Linked DNA regions of Mus musculus: all the other regions are linked to region 3. A link is a contact called in public promoter capture Hi-C data. All regions are on one chromosome and are shown on one strand. Each heading gives the region's core, a stretch centred on a gene start, on an enhancer-like site or on the middle of the called end of the contact. The rest is flanking DNA. Distances are from core to core; before and after follow the strand shown. Region 1 overlaps Pam (peptidylglycine alpha-amidating monooxygenase). Region 2 overlaps Pam (peptidylglycine alpha-amidating monooxygenase). Region 3 overlaps Pam (peptidylglycine alpha-amidating monooxygenase).

Region 1 (3,578 bases), core at 505-3,004, 96 kb after region 3:
CCAGAACAAGAGAGTTAAAACCAAAGCAGAAACAGTAGATTGGGAAAAACAGAGGAACGAGATAACTACCGTCACTGTCAGGCACGGAGTGCCCAAGAAACAGAAGCATTTATTAGAAAATACCTCAAGTCAGGTAGAAAATTTCATCTGTATGAAAAAACTACAGATTCTAGCGCATGGGGAGGTTCTTCGAAATCTAGTGTCCTGTTGCTGTTGTGCTGCAGTCAGAGAGCAAATGCGGTCTTGTAAAATATTAATTATGCACGGACTGAGCACTGAAGGTAAAAGAAGAGGGTAGAGAAGCTCAGCTAAGGATAACAGACTATGAAGTGTTCAGGACCAATGCTTGTCTGAGATGCTGTGGAAACAATTATTACCCATTCAGACGCTCAGAAGATGATCCAAGAACTTACCACATCACCCTCCTCCTCTGTCCTAATAAGATTCCCGAATTCCAGTTGTGAAAAGGGAGGCGATGTTCAAAGCACTTTTAGAACCGACCACGGAGTCTACTGCATCCAATCTCTGTGCAGTTAGACCAGTTACATAGCTTCCCCGAACCTCGGATTTGTCACCTTTAAAATTCAGGAAAGACTACCACTAAGGCACTGGAGATACATTGCTGAAAAGAGTGCGTTTTCCCCTATGTGGGAAATGAAAAGAAGAGCAAGTCATAGCTATTTTTATATAAGTAGAAGGCGGCACAGAAGAGCCATACCACGTGATGGCGAGACATGCCCTGACTGGCCAGCGGGATGTGTGGTGTCCAAAGAAGCTGCAGTACAATAAGGAGGGACAAGGAGCATGGACCAGGGCCGACTCCTCAAGGCAAGAGTAATCGTTCAAAGAAATGGGCCTCGACTGTTTGGAGATGATAAGCCCAGGATGGCTACAACGGCAAGAGGCAAAGAAGAACAGAGAGGCCCACATCAGAATGCCCAGTGAAGGAACATGTGGACATCGAACGCGTGAGTGAAGTGGCAGGGAGAGCATACACCTGGAAACTCAAAATCGGGAGCCAAATTGTAGCTTCGTGAAGCACGCTGTCCAGTCATTGCCCACAAGGAGGGTTACATCTGTCTACCCCCACCTCTTCCCGTAACTGACTTTGAGTCTGTACTAGGGAATCATTAGCAAATGCAGCGGAAAGGTGAGGAGAGTCAGATTACCTCAGGCAGGTGATACAGCTCATGTCAACCAACACCTAGGAAGCAGCAGAGCCTTCTTGCCATCCATTCTGTGTCCAGAAGGATTGTGAAGCCAGGAGGAGCTCACTGTGCATACAAGTGAGATAAAGAATAAGGTTGCCAAGGCACTGGGACTTGTTTTTGTTTTGATACTTACTTCTCGGGATATAAGGATATGTTACATATCTTAAATCTACAGCGTAGAGACAATCTCTTGTTAAAAGTGACTGGCCTACAAAATTGGGGTGTAACAAGTCTGAAGACCATAAACCCCAACCTTCTGGCATACATGTAAAAAATTTCAAAAGGAGCCTTTTTACTTTTATTTCCTCAAATACATTTTTAAAATTCCAGCTAGCATAATCCTCTGACTTGGACATGGGGTATATTATACAACGAGCACTCAGCTAGCGTATTCTGTTTTCTTTATTCACAGGCTGTATTCTGAAGTGGGCATACGGGCACCATTCATTTCTATAGTGAGATCAGTTATAAACACACCGTTAGTGAAAATAGCAACTCCTACCCGATTTAGTGATTAAGTAACTTTTTAAAACTAAGATGGCTTAATGTTCCTGTCAGAAGTCCAAGGTCTTTCAGCAGCAGTGAGTCAGCTACCCTCCAGCCTAACTGCTCCTTATCGCTGCTTTAAAATGTGCACACACAGCAGGCACACATTCTAAAATTAAGTGATTGCTCTTGGATACCTTTACCCACATAACAACAAATTCGTATAGTTAAATGGGAAGACAGGAATCTTCAACAATCTAGTTCTAAAGGACAGGGGCTTCATCTTTTAGGGATGCAGACCAGTGCGAAGCAACACAAAGCAGGTAATAAGACAAAAACAGTGGTTTTCAACTTTCCTCATGTTGTGGTGACCTCCAATCATTAAGTTGTTTTGCTGCTACTATGTAACTGTAATTTTGCTAGTGTTAGGAACTGTAATGGAAACATCTGACATACAAGATATCTGATATTACAACCGCAAAGGGGTTCATGAGCCACAGGTTGAGAACCCCTGAACTAAAACAACAAATAACAAAAGGAATGCAATAGGCAGAAAACTCTCCCCAAAGCACTCACTCACTTGCTCACCTGCCAGGCAGGCTTTCCTCCCAGTGTTCTGAGAGAGAGGTTTATAAGCAGAAAGGGGGGAAAAAAAAAGATGGCCTCTGTTATACTGATTTGATTTCAGCAAACTAACCAGAAATGGAGTTTGTATTAGAAAGAGCCACAGGCAGGAACAATAATATACTATCCCTATCAGAGGAGTTGGGTTTATTCATGAGCCCCCGCTGAGTTCAGAAGAGAAAAAGGCAGGAGAAAGCTCACTTCAAAGTACTGCTGAAGGATGATTAACACTAGCCACAAACAGGAACCGCAGGCTTCTTTGATGTCGAGAATTTTTAGTGCCTAAGTTTAAAGAAAGGACATCTACTAAGTTTAAACACTAAAAAAAAAAAAATAATAAAAATAAAAATTCCAATAATACATGTCCTCTGCATGCTGAAAAGCAGTTAATTACCTAAGGGAATAAACGAAATTTAGAACTCCAACTCAGAAGTTACGCCTTAAATACAAAACCCGCAAATATTCCGCCCTTGTCAAGGTTCTGTGGCAAAATGCCAGCTCTAATATGTACTGTGTATAAATAAATATGAGGCTCCTCATTGTCTCTCTTCATATCACAACAGGAAAAATACGGTGAACACTTACCAAGCAACATATACAAGCTAATTTCAAGATGTCGCCTGAGCTCGAGCCCAGAGTTGATGTGGTTTGGTTGCAGAGAGTATGGTGGCAAGAAAAGATGCAGGACTCCATTTGAGGCTAACACTAACAGTCACATGAATGTATTAGCCCTGGACAGCTGAGAAACCTTTGTCAATTATTCACCATGGTGAATCTTCGCCCAGAAATTGAGAATTAGGCTTCAGTACTGATGCTCTTAAAGTCACTGTGAAGGGTCTACAAAAATTCCAACAGTAAAGGGAGGTTAAAATGTTTGATTTTTATGGCAATCATCAGTATTTGCCAGATGAGGTTAGCAGCCAATTCCATGCAACTCAGATGACTTTTAGCGCACAAATACTAGACCTGATATTATTTACTAAAATATTTGTACTTAACAACTTCAAAATAGTCTTAAAACCCCAGTGTTGGAGAGATACAAGTTTCTCTTCTCTGTCTAATAAATTCATGCATTTCTAATACCTACTTGGGAAAAAGTTGTATTTCATTTACAAGATAAAAATGCAGCTTTCAAAAAAATTTAGTTTAACCTTCTGGTCTGCATGCTTCTATAGTAGGTCCAAACTATACTGAGCTGCTGAACAAAAGACACACTAGGAAACAAGATGTCCTTTTCAATTGTTTTACATACAATAG
Region 2 (3,992 bases), core at 1,068-3,567, 130 kb before region 3:
TAACCTTGATACCAGTTTTAGTCAGTTACATAAATTTCCGAAGTCTAACTAGAGGTCAAGTCCATGAATCCTCTATAAAACCTTCTTAGTGTAGTTGAGGTAATATTTTTAATAACTTATTCAGAATAGGGTTTTTTGGGGGGGATTCATAATATTACATTGTTTCTGAAATATCAGGTAGCTCTGTTTATTAGGTCCAAATGGCAGAGCTGGTGACAAAATTCTGTTTGCAAGGCCCCCACTCTCCCATTCCCTCTCACCCCTCCCAGATGGCAGTGCTGGTGACAATGTCCTAAATAGAGGGCTCAGACCTGGTAAACAGGATTGTTACTGGGTAAACAGACACTTAATTCAGCATTCCACAGGCAGTCTGTTCTCAAAGGTCAATTATTTAGGACAAAAGCATCCAATTCCCACTTAATCTAAACAGCCGGTGCCAGTCAGAGGCCCTCTGCTGACTCTCAGATACAATCCACTTGCTTTTCCACCATTTTGCTTCTCTCAGAGCTCCCTCCCTGAGAGATAGCCTTGGCAGTTTGATCCCCACAGACCTTTCTACCTAAGGAATGGAATGATTCAGTTCAGTGGTTTTACCACTCCCTTGCTAACGTTGTTTGCACCTGGACAACATCTTAGAGTGAAGGTTGTTTCTTTATTTTTCTGGAAAGGTGAATAACTTCTGGGGTAGCATAGGCTGCAGGTCCCTCACAGTCCTCACTGGATTAAGAAGTCCCTCCAGGAGCTGTAAAGCAGGACTGAGAGTGTGTGTGTGGATACTTCCTGAGGGCCTGAGATCGGGAGACTTTGACTTAATCCTGTGTTATTTCCAGTGTGGAACTGATACACTAGCTCTATTGGAGTGTGAGAAATAGGTGGCAGGGCCTTGGAAGACACAGGGCTGTGCTTTCATGTGGCCCATGTCCTTCTATCCCCCTTTTCTGCTTCTTGGTCATAAGCTCCCTTGTACCACATGACACTGCTGCTGTGACTTTCTTTGTAAACAATCAAGGATTGAACCCTCTGAAATCGTGAGCAGAATATGGTTTTTCCTGATGAACAGTTTTGTCACATCTGCCAAGACACCAAATGGTTGAATCTATGTGCACTATGCTAATTGGGTTCTTATCTCAGAATACTAAAAGTCACTCAAAGATTAATTAATTCAAAGCTCAAAAGTTACTGAATACAGCATTGGCCAAATTGAGACGTAAAATGTACATTATATTTGATTGAAGTTCATAGTCTTAATTTTACTTTTCTTCTAACAATTTGTTTCCTTTTCTTGTTAGGACGTGAATTTATGCTGTTATTGACATAATTTATTAATCAAGTTTTCATGTCCTTATTAACTCTTTACCTAATAAAACTATTTGCTGCAGCTTTAGATACCACAAATCTATCATCCCCAAATCCTTTACTAATTACAACTATCTCCTGTTGCTTAGACTCCAAAATACTTAAAAAGCATTTCTGGATATTGGATATTTTTGGCCAAGTAAACGTTCACTGAACTTCAGATAAAGAATGTTTTGATTTATAGCTTGAAACCAGGGACTATGCTAGCATAGTTTTAATGATGTGCACATTGAAATGAAAGAATTCGAACATTCTTGCAAAAATACAGCGCCAGCATCCAGCTCAGGCCACAATATCTGCAGCAATTTCCTCTGCCAGATACTATCGGGTACCCTGCTGAGACACAATGATCCCCTGGCTATCAGACATCCTGGGGCCCTTTCTCATTTGTGAAGTAAGTTAACATTAAAATGGATCTTGGCCATCTAACTTGCTCCCAACCCTTTTCTCTATCTCTTGCCTGGGATTCAGAGAGCGCGGCTGAGGGACTTCTGTTGTGAAACCTCACCCTTCTCTAGGGAGCCATAAGAACAGATCCCACTTCTGCCTCAAGAGCTCTGCTTCTTCTTCTGAGACCACACCATTCTGTCTATCTCTGGTGCTTCATCCTGAACTCTCATAGCATCTCTGTCACACAATTCCTCTCCTCTGTCTATCTGTGACGTTAATAACTTTTCTAACAGATGCCTTACTTCTCAATAATCCAGCTCAATGTCCCCTTGAAACAGCTCTATAGACCTAACAGGAAGTAAGCTATTCCAGTGTTCCCTTGACTCTCCTTCCCCACCCCCAACTCTAAAACCTAACAATTTTACACTAACTGGCTAGGTTCTGATGGAGCAAATGTGTTCTTTATGTTCTGAGTTAAATAAAAATACAGCAACTCAGTATCTGGAGGAAAGCTGAGCCCTAAGTGTCAGGGAAGGATGCTGTTGTCCCTTGAAGCTCAGTGCTACAGAGAGCCACATGGGGTGATAGCTCGTGGCAACAAGCCAACCTCTGCTTTGTCAAAGCTGTCTCTTCCTTCTGTAACCAAGCTGGAATTAACACTGGCTTTTAATGTAACAGACATTACTTCACACATCAAAAATTTCCTGTGGAGTGTCTCTGGAAACAAGGCAATGACTGCCAGGAAAATGAAAAAAGAAAAAACCAAACCAAAACAAAAAAAAAAAAAACAAACCAAAAAACAAAACCCCTCTCTCTCCACATTTCAAACCTTATTGAATCCCTGAATTGGATACCAAATAAGGACCCCATCCCTTCCTCCTCCTCCTCCTCTCATCGCTCTTCATTTCTCGTCCTTTGTAGTACAAGGAATAGAAAGCTGAAGATGCCAGACACGTGCTGAACCCCAAACCCAAACCCCTTATATCCCTGTTTCCTATTCAAAAGCAAATGTTTTTGTTTCCCATTTTAAACAATAAAACAGATGGAAATTACAGTCAGAAGTACTATAAAAATGAACAAATGAAAAACAAACCCAGCCTGCTTTCAGTGAGGGTGAACTTCCACACGGTGTTTGTGTGTGCGTCGCCAATGTACACAGTCCCATCTTCAGAAGCCACAATATCATGAGGCATGTCAAAGTGCTGCCAAATGCAAAGGCATTTGTTATTGGGATGAGGCTGTACTTACATCTATTACAGAATGACAGAAAAATTAGACATAGCATGTGACTCAAACGAAAGTGACCTTAATTCCCACCAAAGCAACTCCAGCCAACGGCAGCTGTTCATTGCATCCTGACTCTGTGGGGCACAGTTCTAGACACTGAGCAAAGCAATGGGGACCTATAACCACTGACTTGAGATTCTTTTAAAAACTGGAAATTCATAAGTTGTTTTTTTTTTCAGGGCAGTTGGATTTGGTACTTTGTGACTTATTTGTGTTTACTTTTTCTTTCATATTTCTCCTGTTTTAAAAAACTGACTATTGAATGTCTCCTCAGACATATTCATACAGGGATCCTACACATTCAGGCTCCTCTTGCCCCAAAGCTCTGCTCATGTTCCTCCCACCCCCTTTAACCCTCTCTCCTACCCTAAAGTCCCCTTTCCATATTTACCATATTTATCTGCTTTAGTTTTGAGACCCAATCAGTTTACCCAGGGCTACCCATGTAGAGTTTGAACTCTCCACTGGAGCGTGGCTGACTCACGAGTGCTTATGTAATTGACAGTAGTAATGCCTGGTTTCCCACAATTCATCAGTAGCCACTAGGTCAGCAGTTAGGAACCAACAGTGGAGATGAAGGAGATGAAGCTTCTCCATCTATGGTTAGCTGTAAACAGGTCCATTCTGCTCTGCTTTTTTTTTCTTCCCCAAGACAGGGTTTTTCTGTGTAGTCCTGGCTGTCCTGGAACTCACTCTGTAGACCAGGCTGGCCTCGAACTCGGAAACCCGCCTGTCTCTGCCTCCCAAGTGCTGGGATTAAAGGCATGTGCCACCACTGCCTGGCTCTATTCTGCTTTTTAAGAGTAAGTTTTTATTATATTAGAATTGCTGTTATATGTCTATGTCTGGGTGTAGGTATATGCATGTGAGCACAGTGTCCAAGGAGGCCAAGAAAGGGCACTGTGTCCTTGGAGGGGGGGGTTACAGTGGTTGTGAGCCATCAATGTGGATGCTGAGAA
Region 3 (4,188 bases), core at 481-2,980:
GCATGGGAACAGGGAGAAAACATGGCAGTCACGTAAAAGGAATTTCCTTGAACAGAGCAATTCCACAATTCCAGCTTCCAGAGTTGACATCAACAGAGGGATGACAGCCATTCATTTTATTTATTTGAGACATTCTTGCCCAAGGCCATTCTTTCCAAATACCCAGACACCATACTGACAAATAAAAGGCCAAAGAGAGAGAACGGCTCAATAAATAGTTGTACCAACTATTTGAACCAGAAGACACGGAAATGACACTTTGATTATTCATCTTAAAGAAATTCTCCCTTGTTATGAGACCCAGCACTCGAAGCGCTGAATTAAAGCTGGGTGTGATGTTGCAGGAGTGAAACCCCACCACTTGGGAAACTGAGGCATTGCAAGTTCAAGGCCACCATGGGTGGGCTATATAGTGAAATTAAAGGACTTAATTCTGTTTGTATATTTTAATAGGGCATGGATTGTAACTGGTACATATATGTGTGCATGAAAATTTATCTAGTAGTATATACAACTTGCACTGCCTTTAGTTATTACACAGTGACTACTGGAGTCTGCATGATATTCTACTTCTTGATAGGTTCTCTCCTAAGCTTAAATATGTGTGCCAATACATAGCAATTATTAGCAGAATTTTCCACGTGGAAATTCCCACTTCAACTTTTATTTCATGTTCGTGGCACTTAAAATTGGCACACACTCACTAAGCACAAAATGGCAGTGCCTGGTTATGGTTAAGAAGTGTTTGTTTCTTGAACCTGTCATCACACAAACTTTGGAAGAGTATCAAAAAACTGTACTAGCTCAGCGAGTGTATATGGCGTGTCACCTATATGCAAGAAGGCTAAGAATCCATCTTCAGTAAAATGAATGAATTCGGGACAGATCCAGGAACATTCTTTCAACCCGAGTGCCACTAGGAATTAGGTAGCTTCAGTTTGCAGATTTGTCTTTGGACCTTTGTCTCTGGGAATATCTCTTCCTAACATGACAGGTACAGTGAACCAGTGACCCCCAGAAGCACATACACAAAACACAATGCCCAAGACCAGCACAGGGGCAGCCTCTTCCACAAGGCCCCTTTCAAGAATAAAACAATCCCACTTCAGCTCCAGGAGAACTTCATTCAAACCTCCACGCCCAACACTAGACCAATCATCATAAGGAAAGTGCACAGAATACAAGTGTGTTTGTCAAATCCAGATTGAGTTGAGCCAAGGAAGGCAAATACTGGAACAGAAGCATGGTAAACAGGCCAGCCCAAAGGAGGAGTCTTTTATGGACAATCGAAAGGTCAGCTCAGCACATTTGTGAAATCAAAAGAAATCCTCCTAACTCTAATTTTAATCTTCAGACATCTGAGCTCATTTTAGTCCCTTGGCTTAGAATGTTGAGAATTTTTGGAAATCCTTTCCGTTGGGTCAAGGGAAACAGCAAGGTTAACGCAATATATTTCATCTAGGCTTTTCCAGTTGCAGCTCTTTATGAGTGAAGCAAGACAAACAAGGAAAGAATGAACAAAATGCCCATGCCAGGGTCGGTAAGCCCAGTGATCTTTAGCAGCAATATAAGAGACGGAGAGTCATTCGGTTCCAAATTAATGTAAGGCACTTGGCCTTCTAAAGAATGGGGCTTTTTGTTTCTAAAGAAGTGGACCAACATGAATAGAGTATTCACATTTAAAGATGGTGTCATACATTTAACTATAGTGATCAAGGGCAAAGCCATTCGGTTTGTTCTTACTGTCCGTGAGTAACATTTTCATTGTTCTGAGACTTCCATCCATAAAAGAAACACTAACCAATTTGCATCCTTTTCCTTGAACTTTTAACAGGAACTATAAAATCAAATATAAAAACATTCTTTGGATCGCTCTTTGATTTTCCTCTGCATGTAATAAACATCTCTATTTTAGCAACAGGCAGTTACATAAAAGCTCTTTCTGCCACTCTGTTTCCAGGGACTGGGCTGTGCTCTCAGGGATGAAGCCTTGGATAATTCTGTGTGCTCATGGACCACCTGGCAATGGAACTCTTGGCCGAATTAGCTTGCCGATTTTGTTATGAACATGACTAACTGCCTTTTATAAAGGGCTTACTGATCCAAAAATAGTTGCTGGGCATTGGATACTTTTTTCCTTTAAGTGTTTTATTTTGCTTTTTTTTTCTAAAGAGGTATCAAATCCAATTTATCTCACTGTAATTTCCCAACTTCAAAGACAGTATTAATAATTCAGAAGTAACAACTGTACAGATATTGTCCTGTAAACTATGATGCATTCATCACATAGCCAATGATAAATAAAGTACCCGTATATCCTGCAAATTCCCATATTCCTGATATGCTTATACATGTCATCAGCCCATCTGACATCATAAACATAAATATTTCATTTCACTTCAGTAGATATCCTCTTTTCCCTACAGCTTGGAAATTTGCTAATAATAATAATACCTAAATTTCATGTCACTCCTAGACAGAGGCCTTGTCACCTCACAGATTACAGAGTGTGAGGGACTAATGGAAGAATAGAAAAGGCTTCATTCACCGCCCTCACTTTGTGAGCAGACTCCTGCACTTGCAATGCACGCTGGGCTCACACATTTTCCAGACATGGTAAGCAGAACTCTTAGCGCAACCATTTTTGGATGAGAGCAGTCACATGTTACCCTTAATCTTTAAACAACTTAACCACATTTCTCTTAGGAATGGGAAGGTTCAAATCAATGGCGTAACTGAAGAGAATGTAACCAAGGAGTCAGGAGCAAAGATGTGGGCTAGGCTAGAGGAAATAGCTAAAGAATGTCAGAACATCCCAGAGGTTAATAAAGCAGCAAGCTATGCCTATCCAGTCCTATGACGTAAAAAGAGGAAAAACTGCCCAAACTAGAAACGGCATTGGTCATTGGACTCTTAAAGTCAATAAGGAAGCTGGGGAACAAGGCAGATCCTCAAGGACATGTCCACAAAGGTTGCTCCTTGGAACCTTACAGTAGGACAGGAAAGTCCATCTGGATATGCCAATGGACAATATCCAGCAGATGAAATACATCCCTGAGTTTGTATCTCTGCTCTGTGTTTGCTTTTAAAGAATTATAAAATCTAAACCTTGCAAACAAAAGGAAGCCATCTGGGTTTCTTTCGGCTTCTGTAGTCTCTGAAAAGAGGCCGAATTGGAATCCTAGAGGGGAAATTTTAGATAAAGAGCACAAGAGAAAGACTCTCGGAGCTGAATAATTAATTGGAACAAAACCATGTGATACAGAGACACTGATAGCTACTAATTGGCACCGATGTTCCAGGTCTGGAAAGTCTGAGAGTACAAGCTGCAAAGACTGAAGAGAGCTACATAAAAGGGCGTGGGAGGCGGGAGGACTCAGATTTCAGTAGAAGGTGTCTCCTCGTTTCGGTGAGAGAATTTTAATATGATCTAAATTTGAATTTAGATGTATGGGATGTCATGTTGGTTGTGGGGACTGAGGGAGGCAGGCATATGCGCCATGAGTCATGAACACGTTTCTGTAAGAAGACAACTTGGGTGAAACAAAGAGACACAGGGAAGGCCCAGTGAGAAAAGAGACAGACCAGAAGTTATTACCATCAATCTGAATAAAGACTTTAGCAATGAGGTGGCAGTGGAGACTCATCCCTTTTTTAAAACATATGCTCTATATGCCTGTCTGTTCCAGGGACATACATAGAGTCTCATATCGACACACACTGTACTAAAGCAATACCACAGTGAACAAAAGAAGATGCGTTTTCCTGGCCTAGTGTTGTAGGTAGATCTACTGGAGAAACAATGGCACTTAACAATGAGGTTTTCCTTCAGTTTTGAATGCTAGTCCCCTGAAGAAATAGAGAGTCCTGAGAAGAGATAACTCTTTTAAGAAGAGGACGTGGAGGGGAGTTGAAGGGCTTTCTCTCTGAGAAACTGATACCTAGGCTGATATCTGGAAGACCAGAATTAGACAGATAAACTAAGTTAATCAGGAGGGAAGGAGCCAGAGATAGTATATGCCTGGAGTCTCTGACTTTGGAGGCTGAGGCTAGGTCTGTCTCTTGAGCCCAGGAACTGGAAACTAGCTTGGGCAGCAATAAGACCATGTCTCAAAACAACAGTTGTTGAGCCGGACATAGTGGCATATGCCTTTAATCCCAGCACTTGGGAGACAGAGGCAAGTAGAT

The links. Capture Hi-C pulls out chosen DNA fragments and counts their contacts.
Region 1: a promoter capture Hi-C map of adipose tissue shows a contact between it and region 3. The contact joins two enhancer-like sites. A contact is called at or near these places in 2 of 484 Hi-C or Micro-C datasets (cerebral cortex and cortical neurons), 1 of 115 datasets of contacts at active chromatin or transcription factors (kidney) and 2 of 9 other capture datasets (adipose tissue and liver).
Region 2: a promoter capture Hi-C map of adipose tissue shows a contact between it and region 3. The contact joins two enhancer-like sites. A contact is called at or near these places in 1 of 484 Hi-C or Micro-C datasets (cerebral cortex), 1 of 115 datasets of contacts at active chromatin or transcription factors (neural progenitor cells) and 3 of 9 other capture datasets (adipose tissue, embryonic stem cells and pancreatic islet).

Annotation. Positions count from the first base shown.
Region 1 is chr1:98,054,692-98,058,269 of GRCm38.p6, forward strand. The region is part of intron 1 of Pam (peptidylglycine alpha-amidating monooxygenase); the gene reads right to left. Among named protein-coding and RNA genes, the nearest start is that of Gm24465, 6.7 kb to the left of the region's middle. Within about 2 kb of position 1,755, at least 30 of the 459 cell types and tissues checked have an H3K27ac peak or open chromatin away from gene starts, as enhancers often do. A contact at or near this core is called in adipose tissue, where this site is marked.
Region 2 is chr1:97,831,569-97,835,560 of GRCm38.p6, forward strand. Pam (peptidylglycine alpha-amidating monooxygenase) reads right to left here. Exons shown (of 26, transcript NM_001357127.1): 22 at 2,840-2,948. Among named protein-coding and RNA genes, the nearest start is that of Gin1, 63 kb to the left of the region's middle. Within about 2 kb of position 2,318, at least 45 of the 459 cell types and tissues checked have an H3K27ac peak or open chromatin away from gene starts, as enhancers often do. A contact at or near this core is called in adipose tissue, where this site is marked.
Region 3 is chr1:97,958,896-97,963,083 of GRCm38.p6, forward strand. All of the region lies in intron 3 of Pam (peptidylglycine alpha-amidating monooxygenase), which reads right to left. Among named protein-coding and RNA genes, the nearest start is that of Gm31771, 50 kb to the left of the region's middle. Within about 2 kb of position 1,731, at least 11 of the 459 cell types and tissues checked have an H3K27ac peak or open chromatin away from gene starts, as enhancers often do. A contact at or near this core is called in adipose tissue, where this site is marked.